Linked DNA regions of Triticum aestivum: region 1 is linked to region 2. The links are chromatin contacts, called in public Hi-C maps. All regions are on one chromosome and are shown on one strand. The core of a region is the stretch at or near the end of the contact, and the rest is flanking DNA. Distances in the headings are between cores, read along the strand shown. Region 1 holds the start of LOC123049719. Region 2 has its middle 41 kb from the start of LOC123054128.

Evidence for each region. Hi-C and Micro-C count contacts between places; a contact is called where the count stands out from the background.
Region 1: a contact with region 2 is called in a Hi-C map of leaf, with 5 times the contacts expected there. The contact joins the promoter of LOC123049719 here to the enhancer-like site in region 2. A contact is called at or near these places in 2 of 5 Hi-C or Micro-C datasets (both in leaf).

Annotation. Positions count from the first base shown.
Region 1 is chr2D:510,180,679-510,184,741 of IWGSC CS RefSeq v2.1, reverse strand. It overlaps LOC123049719, which reads left to right and starts at 2,469. Exons shown (of 1, transcript XM_044472606.1): 1 at 2,469-3,171. The coding sequence starts at 2,566. The coding sequence ends at 2,934.
Region 2 is chr2D:510,009,750-510,014,376 of IWGSC CS RefSeq v2.1, reverse strand. No RefSeq gene overlaps it. Among protein-coding and RNA genes, the nearest start is that of LOC123054128, 41 kb to the right of the region's middle. Within about 2 kb of position 2,361, at least 7 of the 8 cell types and tissues checked have an H3K27ac peak or open chromatin away from gene starts, as enhancers often do. A contact at or near this core is called in leaf, where this site is marked.

The DNA.
Region 1 (4,063 bases), core at 1,220-3,719, 170 kb before region 2:
AAATGTTATAAAAGGAATGACAAACTTAAAGAGATAACAGAAAAGGAGAACAGAAAAAGTGTAAAAAGAAGAAAGAAACAATTTTAGAGAAGAAAAAAAGAAGAAGAAAGAAACAGAAAAGATAAAAAAAAGGAGACAAAGAAGCAAAATGAAAACACCGAATCGATGAAAAAAAGGCCCGCTAATGAGCCTGCTCTTGCATGCGTCGACTCTAAGCGAGCGCAAGTTATAACTTGCGATAAGCGAGATATAGCACTGGCGGCAAGTTTTTGTACTCTCAAAGTCAAGCTTTATGAACTTTGAATTTTTTTGTTAAAATATACAATAACAAATCAATACCATTAGATTTATTCTTGAATATACTTTCATATCATATAGATTTTGTTGTGGTAAATGTTTGTATTTTTTTTTCTATAAACTTGGTTAAACTTTACGGAGTTTGACTTCAGTCAACTCCAGAGTAAATAAAAATGGAGGGAGTATTTGTTTGCAACGTGCAACTATTGCTCGTAGAGCATGTGCATTGTCCTAATGAAAAAGTATTGGTCTATTTCCTCATACAGACCACTATCATCTGATTGCTTACTTGCATCGAAATAGGAGTACGAAAATAACCAAACCGAGATACTTTGGTTTATTTTTCTAGGAACCTTATTTTGGTTATCATTTTTGGAAAAAACGATTTTTTGCTATTGCGGAATTGCAGAAACAGCTCAGCCAGTAGTTTTCTCTACTCTGCTAGGATTCTGGTGTGTGATTATCCTGCCATTGATATGCTACAGAGAAAGTTTCGAAGTACTGCAGCTAGTGACCACCGTTCTCTTTCATGCATGGGCCTGCAGAAGATTTCTTCCAGCGATTAGATTCCCAAAGACAGTTTTGTACTATTCCTCGTCATTCCAAATTAGCGAGAACAAAACCGCAGTCGTACTTTTGTTTTGTTTTGAGCCGAGTCAAGTTGGTGGTGCATCGTTATCTGGTGGACTGGAAATTCTGGGAACAAAACGCACCTCGGCTTGGCCGACTTAAGGAAACCGGCGTTCCTGGCATGACCACATGCATGGACCAGGCATGGTAGCTTTGTTGGGTGAGAATGTATGTACGCTTGGTTCGTATAGAAAAGAAGCAGTTGAACCAACAGCAATCAAGAAGACGCACGTACGTGAACGTGACCTTGCGGCAATTTCAAGGTTTGGTTCAACTGATCATCATTTTTGCTGTGCGGTCCTCTCCACCTGCCTATACAGGTCGGGGTGTTCCATTTCAACGCGAAATAATGAGCAGCAACAAGAAGCTTTTCTTGGTAAGTATCAGGACTGAACATGCTGGTTGTTGTTGTTGTTGTTGTTGTTGTTGTTGTTGTTGTTGTTGTTGTTGTTGTTGTTTAGGTTAGGAACGAGGCAGGGGTGGACTAGGATGATCTAAGAGGATACCTGGCCACGCCATCTGTGCGTGGAACGTGTGGGTTTGCAAGGTATGGATATGCTCTGATCCATCCGGCTTGGCCCGGGGCATCACTTCACCTCACACATCCCTCTCGACAAACCCTCGGCTGCGGACCGGCGAAGCAGACACGCCGGTCGCCACCCGAACGTCGGCGTCCACGCACGCTGCCGGCCATACCTTCCTGGGAAAACCCGGGCCAGCCGGCACTCGATTCCCGTTGCTGAATGGACGCATGCCTTGGACGCGAGCGGCGCAAAAATGAACACAACGGACGGCGCCATGTAGGTGAAGAGTTGCTGTAGCGGCGAGGCAGCACGCCCAGGTGACGCTTTTGGTGTGGCCGCCGGGCCGTACGAGACGGGAGGAACGTACCAAGCGGTGGACACGGACACACGGTGGTTGTTTGGTCCCCTGCTCCAAATCTAAGTGGCGCTGCTTACGGAAGACACATGTGGCTCGCTCGTGTCTGCCTACACTGCTTTGGTATGAAGCAAAGGAAATATGGCTCCGCTAATCATTGTCATTCCGATGCCAATACCTAAAAACGGAGCTGTGGTGTACTTCTCTACAGTGATACTTTGCAACAACTTCTTCCATTTGCACCGCCTCTCCTACTCTTTTTTTTTTTGAGAAAAAACGACTCTCCTTGCCTAAAGGAAGAAGAGAATGGTTCTTGAATATCCCCGCAAAAAAAAAGAGAGAATGGTTCTTGAATAATTACTAATGACTAAACGAATATAACGCAGCATTTTACATGCATGATTAATTTTCTAAAAAAACTAGTACTAAAATTTAGCAGCAACATCACTGGAGCATTGAATTGGTGCCACAATTGGCATGTCGTACTACTTCTACTCAGAAGCAAACAACCAAATTATTTCGGGGAAGAAGATAACCACCATTAATCAGCACTGCCCCGGGCGCCCGGCCCCTCTCCCGCGTGGACTCCCCACGTTTACCAAACCGTGACAAAAGTCCGCCATGCCGGAACCACCACGTCCGTGCGCCGTTCCACGTTATAAACCGCCCCCCGCGCCCCACAGAAACACCCGAAGCCAGGCAAGGCAACCTCCCTCTGCCCCAGACACGCTCACGAGGTCCGTGCGCTCTCTCGATCGCATGGCCGCGCCCGCAACCAACCTCCGGCGCGCGGAGCTGTGCGCCGCCGCCGTGTCGGCCGCGGACGCGGCGTCGTGGTGGTGCGCCGTGGCGCTCGTCGCGCTCGTGCTGCTGGGCGCGCTCAGCGCGGAGACCGCGGACGAAGATGGGGAAGGCGCCGCGGCGGCGTACTTCCGCGGCCCGCGGCTCGGCGGCGCGGCGGCCCGGCCGTGCGACGGGGTGTACGTGGTCGGGGAAGGCGAGACGCTGCACACCATCAGCGACAAGTGCGGGGACCCGTTCATCGTGGAGAGGAACCCGCACGTGCACGACCCCGACGACGTCTTCCCGGGGCTCGTCCTCGCGCTCCGGCCGACCAAGAACACCTAAGCTTCAGCCGTTTGACATGGATGCTGCTACTCCGTGTGCGCGCCGGGATGAGCGATAACTCGAAGAGTTCTGCTGTGCTCCCTGCGCTGCTTCTATTCGTTGGTTGCTTGCTTTGATCCTTTCCTTGTCAAACTGCCCATCTTCATCTTGATGGAGTTTTCTATGAGGGGAGAAAATGGCAACTTGTATATATTAAGAGGATGATGAGAGGTCTTTATGAGTACAAATTAAGTTGAATGGCCCGGCTCTAGTTTGTTTTACATCCTTTATTTACTTGTTTATTACAATCTCTCCTAAAAAACCTTGTTTATTACAGTTTTTTTCTTTCGGTGTGTTCTGACTTCTTGGAAAGACGTGGCTTTTCTTTTCATTTCCTAGGATACTTCCCGTGCATATTAAGTTGTAACAAAGATGTGATGTCAAAAAAAAAGTTGTAACAAAGATGGCTCAACAGGAGACCTACCTACATAGTTTATTTTTAGAAAACTGTATGTATACTCCATCCGTTTTAAAATAGATGACTCAACTTTATACTAGTACATGCTAGTTAGACAGGTACATCAAATTAGTATAACCAGTGTAGATGATTGTAAAAGACAATATGATTTCAGTTAAATGAAATCGATGAGGGAGTTCTCTTTATGTAGAAAAAAAATAGTATAACCAGGCCCTTCGATTCAGGTTGGAGTGCACACAAGTGCTTTCTGCGTGATCCAAAACGTCTTGTTAGGTTGCAACTCACGGCAAGAAACCCAAACTGAAGATCAAGTGGCGCTGCAACTGCAAGTGAAACGTAATAGCATATGTACCAACTAATGCCGAGTACTTGAGCAGAACAAGTAGCTCGTATCTTTTTAGTTGTCAAAAAAAAAGTAGCCCGTATCTTTTTTTTAAATGCCAGTAGCTCATATCTACCGCCCGCGAGTCCCCTTGCCACTCGCCACACACCGCCGGGGCCCTTTTTAACAGGAGCACTAACTAGAGGTTACCCCTTGCAAGGACCTTCAGGGGTCAGTTTTGATGCTCTAGGAGTACGCCAAGTGGTGTCTAGCGGTCGCCACATGTCACGTGCTGAGCGTTCTTTCTGAATTTCGTTTTCTCATTTTTTTTCTGTATGCATTTTCGGATT
Region 2 (4,627 bases), core at 1,112-3,611:
AAATAATGTTTGCTTTTTAAAAAAAATCAAAATGAAAAAGTTCCTGTTTTTAAAACTATATATTAAATTCAACAAATGTTACATTTTCGCATTTTGATCACTAATTCGAAAAATTATTCATGTTGTCATATTTTGTTCGCCAATTCAAAAAAATGTTCGGGGGGGACTTTGAATTTTTGAAGTTTTGTAAATATTGTTCATAGTTTCAAAAAAATAGTTCATGTTTTAAATTTTGTTATTTTTCTTTCAAAAAAGTTTTACAAAAGTTTTTTTGTGGAAATTTCGCAAACTGGTTTTAAAGTTTTGTCGCCGCGGTTAGATTCTTTAAGATTCGCATTGTAAGTATTTCTCTTGGGCTAGCCAGTCGTGGTTGTAGCGCAGTGTGTGCATCTAGGACAGGTGGTGGGTTCGATCTCTAACGCAAACTGTTTTTGCGATCTTTACGTCGCCAAGCGAAGGCACCAGAAATGGGCGGCCCAGGGGTGAGCTGCGCCGTGTGCGAAGCCGCGATTTCTTGCCGCAATAAGCTGCCTATAGGATGGCCCGCCATGTATCGCTTCTAGCAACCTGCAAGCTGGCCTCGCTCGCTAGGCTAGGCAGGCATTCCATACCTGCGGGATGGGCCAGCCCATTCGCACGTCGAATCGCCCACACCAATAGCCTTGACAGGGTTTATTTATTTTTTGTTTTTTCTTCCTTTTCCCACTTTTATTCTAATTCAGTAGTTTTGGATTAAAATGAATTCGATGTTTTCGCTTTTTTGATAGTTTGGTGCGTTTTCTTTCTATTTGAAACATGTTCATGAATTTGATAAAAATGTTCTTGTATAAAATTTGAAGAATTTAGAAAATGTTCATGAATTTTGGAAATGTTAAAAAAATATGCAAAACTAATGACGAATTTTATCAAATTTCATGAAACTAAAATGTGCACAAAATTAAGAAAATGCTTAAGAATTTAAAATTTTATTCGGTATTTTAGCAAATTTTAAAGAATTGTAAAAATATTCACAAAGAGGAAAAATATTAATGTATTCAATAATTGTTTGGAAATTTATAAAAATGTTCGTGTATTCTTAAAAGAAATATTACTGAAAATGTTCACAGATTTAAAATTATTATGAATTTCCAAAATATTCACAAATTTAGGAAAATTTTACCAAATTTTAAAATATTCATGAATTTGAGAAAACATCAAATATTGGAAAAGGAAAACTATGTTTGAATTTCTGCATTAATATACAGAACCAAAAAGAAAAAGGGGAAATAAAAACTGCAAGAATAAACAGCAAGGACGGCCAAAACAATGTTAGGGAAATTGTGAAAATAAATCGGGGTCCAAAGCTGGTTTGTGCAAATGGCCCAGACACTCTTATCCTTTGTAGGCGATCTCTATGTAAAATGCTTGCGCGGAGCGATATATATCAATTGCGCACACCTCAGGCTCAGCGCTGCCGTGTAGTGGGACATCTCCATTTTGCCTGTTTTTATGTAGTTTTATCATTACGCGTGCTATTGCAATACTGGAAAATTTGAAAATATTTTATATTTTTCAAAATATAAAAATTGAAATGTTTTGAATTTTTTTAAAGTCCTGTATTATTTTTTCTAAAATTTGTGCGATTGTAGAAAAAAAATTGTGGCACATAAAAAATACTTAAGAATTTTTGTAATGTTCATGAATTTACAAATATTCTATAAATTTAAAAGGTTGCAATATGTTTTCCGAATTTCAAAAGGAGCCAATATCTTAGAAAAATTTCATGAATTTAAATAAATGTACGTGAACTAAAAATGTTCCAAAATTTAAAGAAACATATATGAACTAAATTATTTATTGCAATTTTTGTTGATAGCTTACCAAGATGACCACTTGGTATATGAACTAAATTATTGTTCAAGAATTTTCGAAAAATATTGAAAAATGAAATAATTGTCATGAATTTTAGAAAAAATGTTAACAAGTTGAAAATTGATCACTAATTAAAAAATTAAAATCATGTAGCGCTGCGCCAGAGTCTCGCAGTGGGCGAGAAATAGCCCTGGCGTGGAGAAAGAGGCAGGTCGTGGTCACGCGTAGGGCTGCGAACGAGGTTGGACGTGCTCCGTGCGCCGTACCCTGACTGACGGCCGCGAGGGGTGGAGAGGAGAGAGACGATCAGACGGCTTGGCCCGGCGTAGCGTGGCACGAGGCCGGCAACGGCACGCGCAGCAGCGGAGGGTCGCTGATGGCGATACTCGGCTGTGTCGCGCCACGCACGGACGGAAGAAACTTTGCCATCTGACAGCCCAGAGGTCACCTTCACCTGCCAAAAGGACAAGCTGGTGAAGGACCATACTACATCAGATCGTGGTGTGGCTGTATCATTGCCGCGTCCAAAACCAGCGCTCGATTATTGCGGTCGAGCCATCGCCCTCGCCGTGCAACCTGTTCGAAAACACTGCGCCCGGCTGTGGAAGAAGCTGGGAAGAGACGAAAATGGAGAGAGACGGATGGGCGATGGCCGCCGTGCATTTCATTTGCCCCCCGTCGCACTCGAAAGAGGCATTCTTTGATTCTCTTCGTCACGCCTAGCACGTGCGTGCACGAGTTGGTAGCCGTAGGACGAACGAACGATGTAGTAGTAACGGCTTTTCACTTTCATACGTACGTGGGTTTTTGGTGGGCTGCGAATTTTTGCCTGTTCTATTCGATTGATGTAGATTTTATGTCAAGTGGTGACAGTTCGTCAAGCCGAACCTTTTGTTTGTTACTGATAATAACAAAATTAAATGAGAGTGATGCATCGGAGGGAAAGATCCTTTGCACAGTCCATAAGCAAATGGTTCCGTACAGCTACATCTCCACCTAAAATCGGCGCACTCATGGAGACCACACAATATAGGTTTTTTTAGGGGCACACAATATAGTATTTGCTGTACACATGTCACAGAAGGCTGCTGGTGATAACTTGGATGAAATTGATGTGGACTCGTGAGAATGTGAGTCCATAGCCACAAAAGTTTTGCTGATTCTTCTTGCTTGACATGGGATAAATCAGGTTTCACAAAAAAAGAGAAGACTTGGGAGAAATCTTAAGTAAAAAAATTGGCGTAAGAACGACCCGGTTCTTCCATTGTGTAAATAATGATGGCCGAGATGTTTCACCCTTAACCACCATTAGTATAATTCCGGCGCGTTGCCACAGGCAACAATTAACGATGTTTTTCAAGGTATGAGATTGCTAACCGGACATGCTGCCCGGTCGCAATTAACGATGTTAATTTGATGAAACAAATTATGTACGAACTCTCCAATTAACAACTAATTTTTTCTTCATTTTACTATATATATGTAGAACAGGGCAACCTAGCATCAGACATACTCCCTCCGTCCCATAATATAAGACGTTTCAAAAAAGGTCATACATTATGGGATGGACGGAGTAGTTATCTATCGCATGTTGCTTTTCATAGAGATCTCAAAAGCATCAAGTGAAGAATAAAGTCACTAAAGAAGTGAAAATAAATAATGCAAATGAGTGATAATTTTGAAAGAGAACATTTCTTTCATAGTAAGCTTCGGCACAAATACAATCAGGAAATTCAATTCACTCATAGGAAGATCTTAGTTGAACATCGACAAGCACTTATAATTTAGGGAAACTCTTCCAACGGAAGTCTAATAGGATCTAATCTTCAGACTAGTCAAGGGACGTCGATGCGGCTTTCATCTCATAGTCGAAATTGATTCCACTCCCGTCGATGTGTTTTCAAATCTCGACGATTTTCTCGCCACATATTCACCCATAATCACACCTGCCATGTACCCACCCACGCGTCCCTCGTTCCCATCTCCATCGCATGCTCCCGAATCATCTCCATCCCCGAGCTCTCACCCCGAACCCATCCGCCATGATTCAGACATCCCCCTTGGACCATGAGATTAACCGGGCCGTTGCGCCCCTTCTACCATGGCGCGCACAAGGAATGAGCTCACAACCTCCTTGCCGCCCCGAGCATCTGCAGTATCTTCGTGGCATGCGACCTCTGGTTCACCGTGGCAGAGGGTCCTCCCGGTTGACAAATGAAGCCATAACGAGTAAGACATCTGGATTAGCCCCCTCGACCCTCATCATCCGCATGCACCATCCTCATCTAACCTAGGTATTGAGTCCAATAAATCTTGATATACTCCTCCCTGATTTATTTATATGTTTTAGGTGTTGTTCGCTAAGTGCATATGGTTGTATAGTCCCTTTTGTTGGTCCTGAATTTGGGCACTCCATTGTGTATTGTATGACTCAGTCATCGACTGTTATATCTGAATTTGTTATGTACATGAAGCACATGTGCTTCCAATTTGGGGGCAATATCTTTTAGGATTTTATTGTCATATATCCATACTTCTAACTCATAGTATATATGTAACCGCACCATGTTGTTCATGCTTCTTAACAATTTGTGTATATTCATTGTAATGCATATGCTTCTTGGAGATAGTGTTTGCTTCATTTCATGTGAGGGAGCAGGCATATGTTTCATTTTTTCCTTCACCTATAGAGAACTGTGTATTGCTTCTGAGACATGACCATGCATTGCTTCATTTATTCAAGACCAGTTATATTACTATATGCATGTCACAAAAA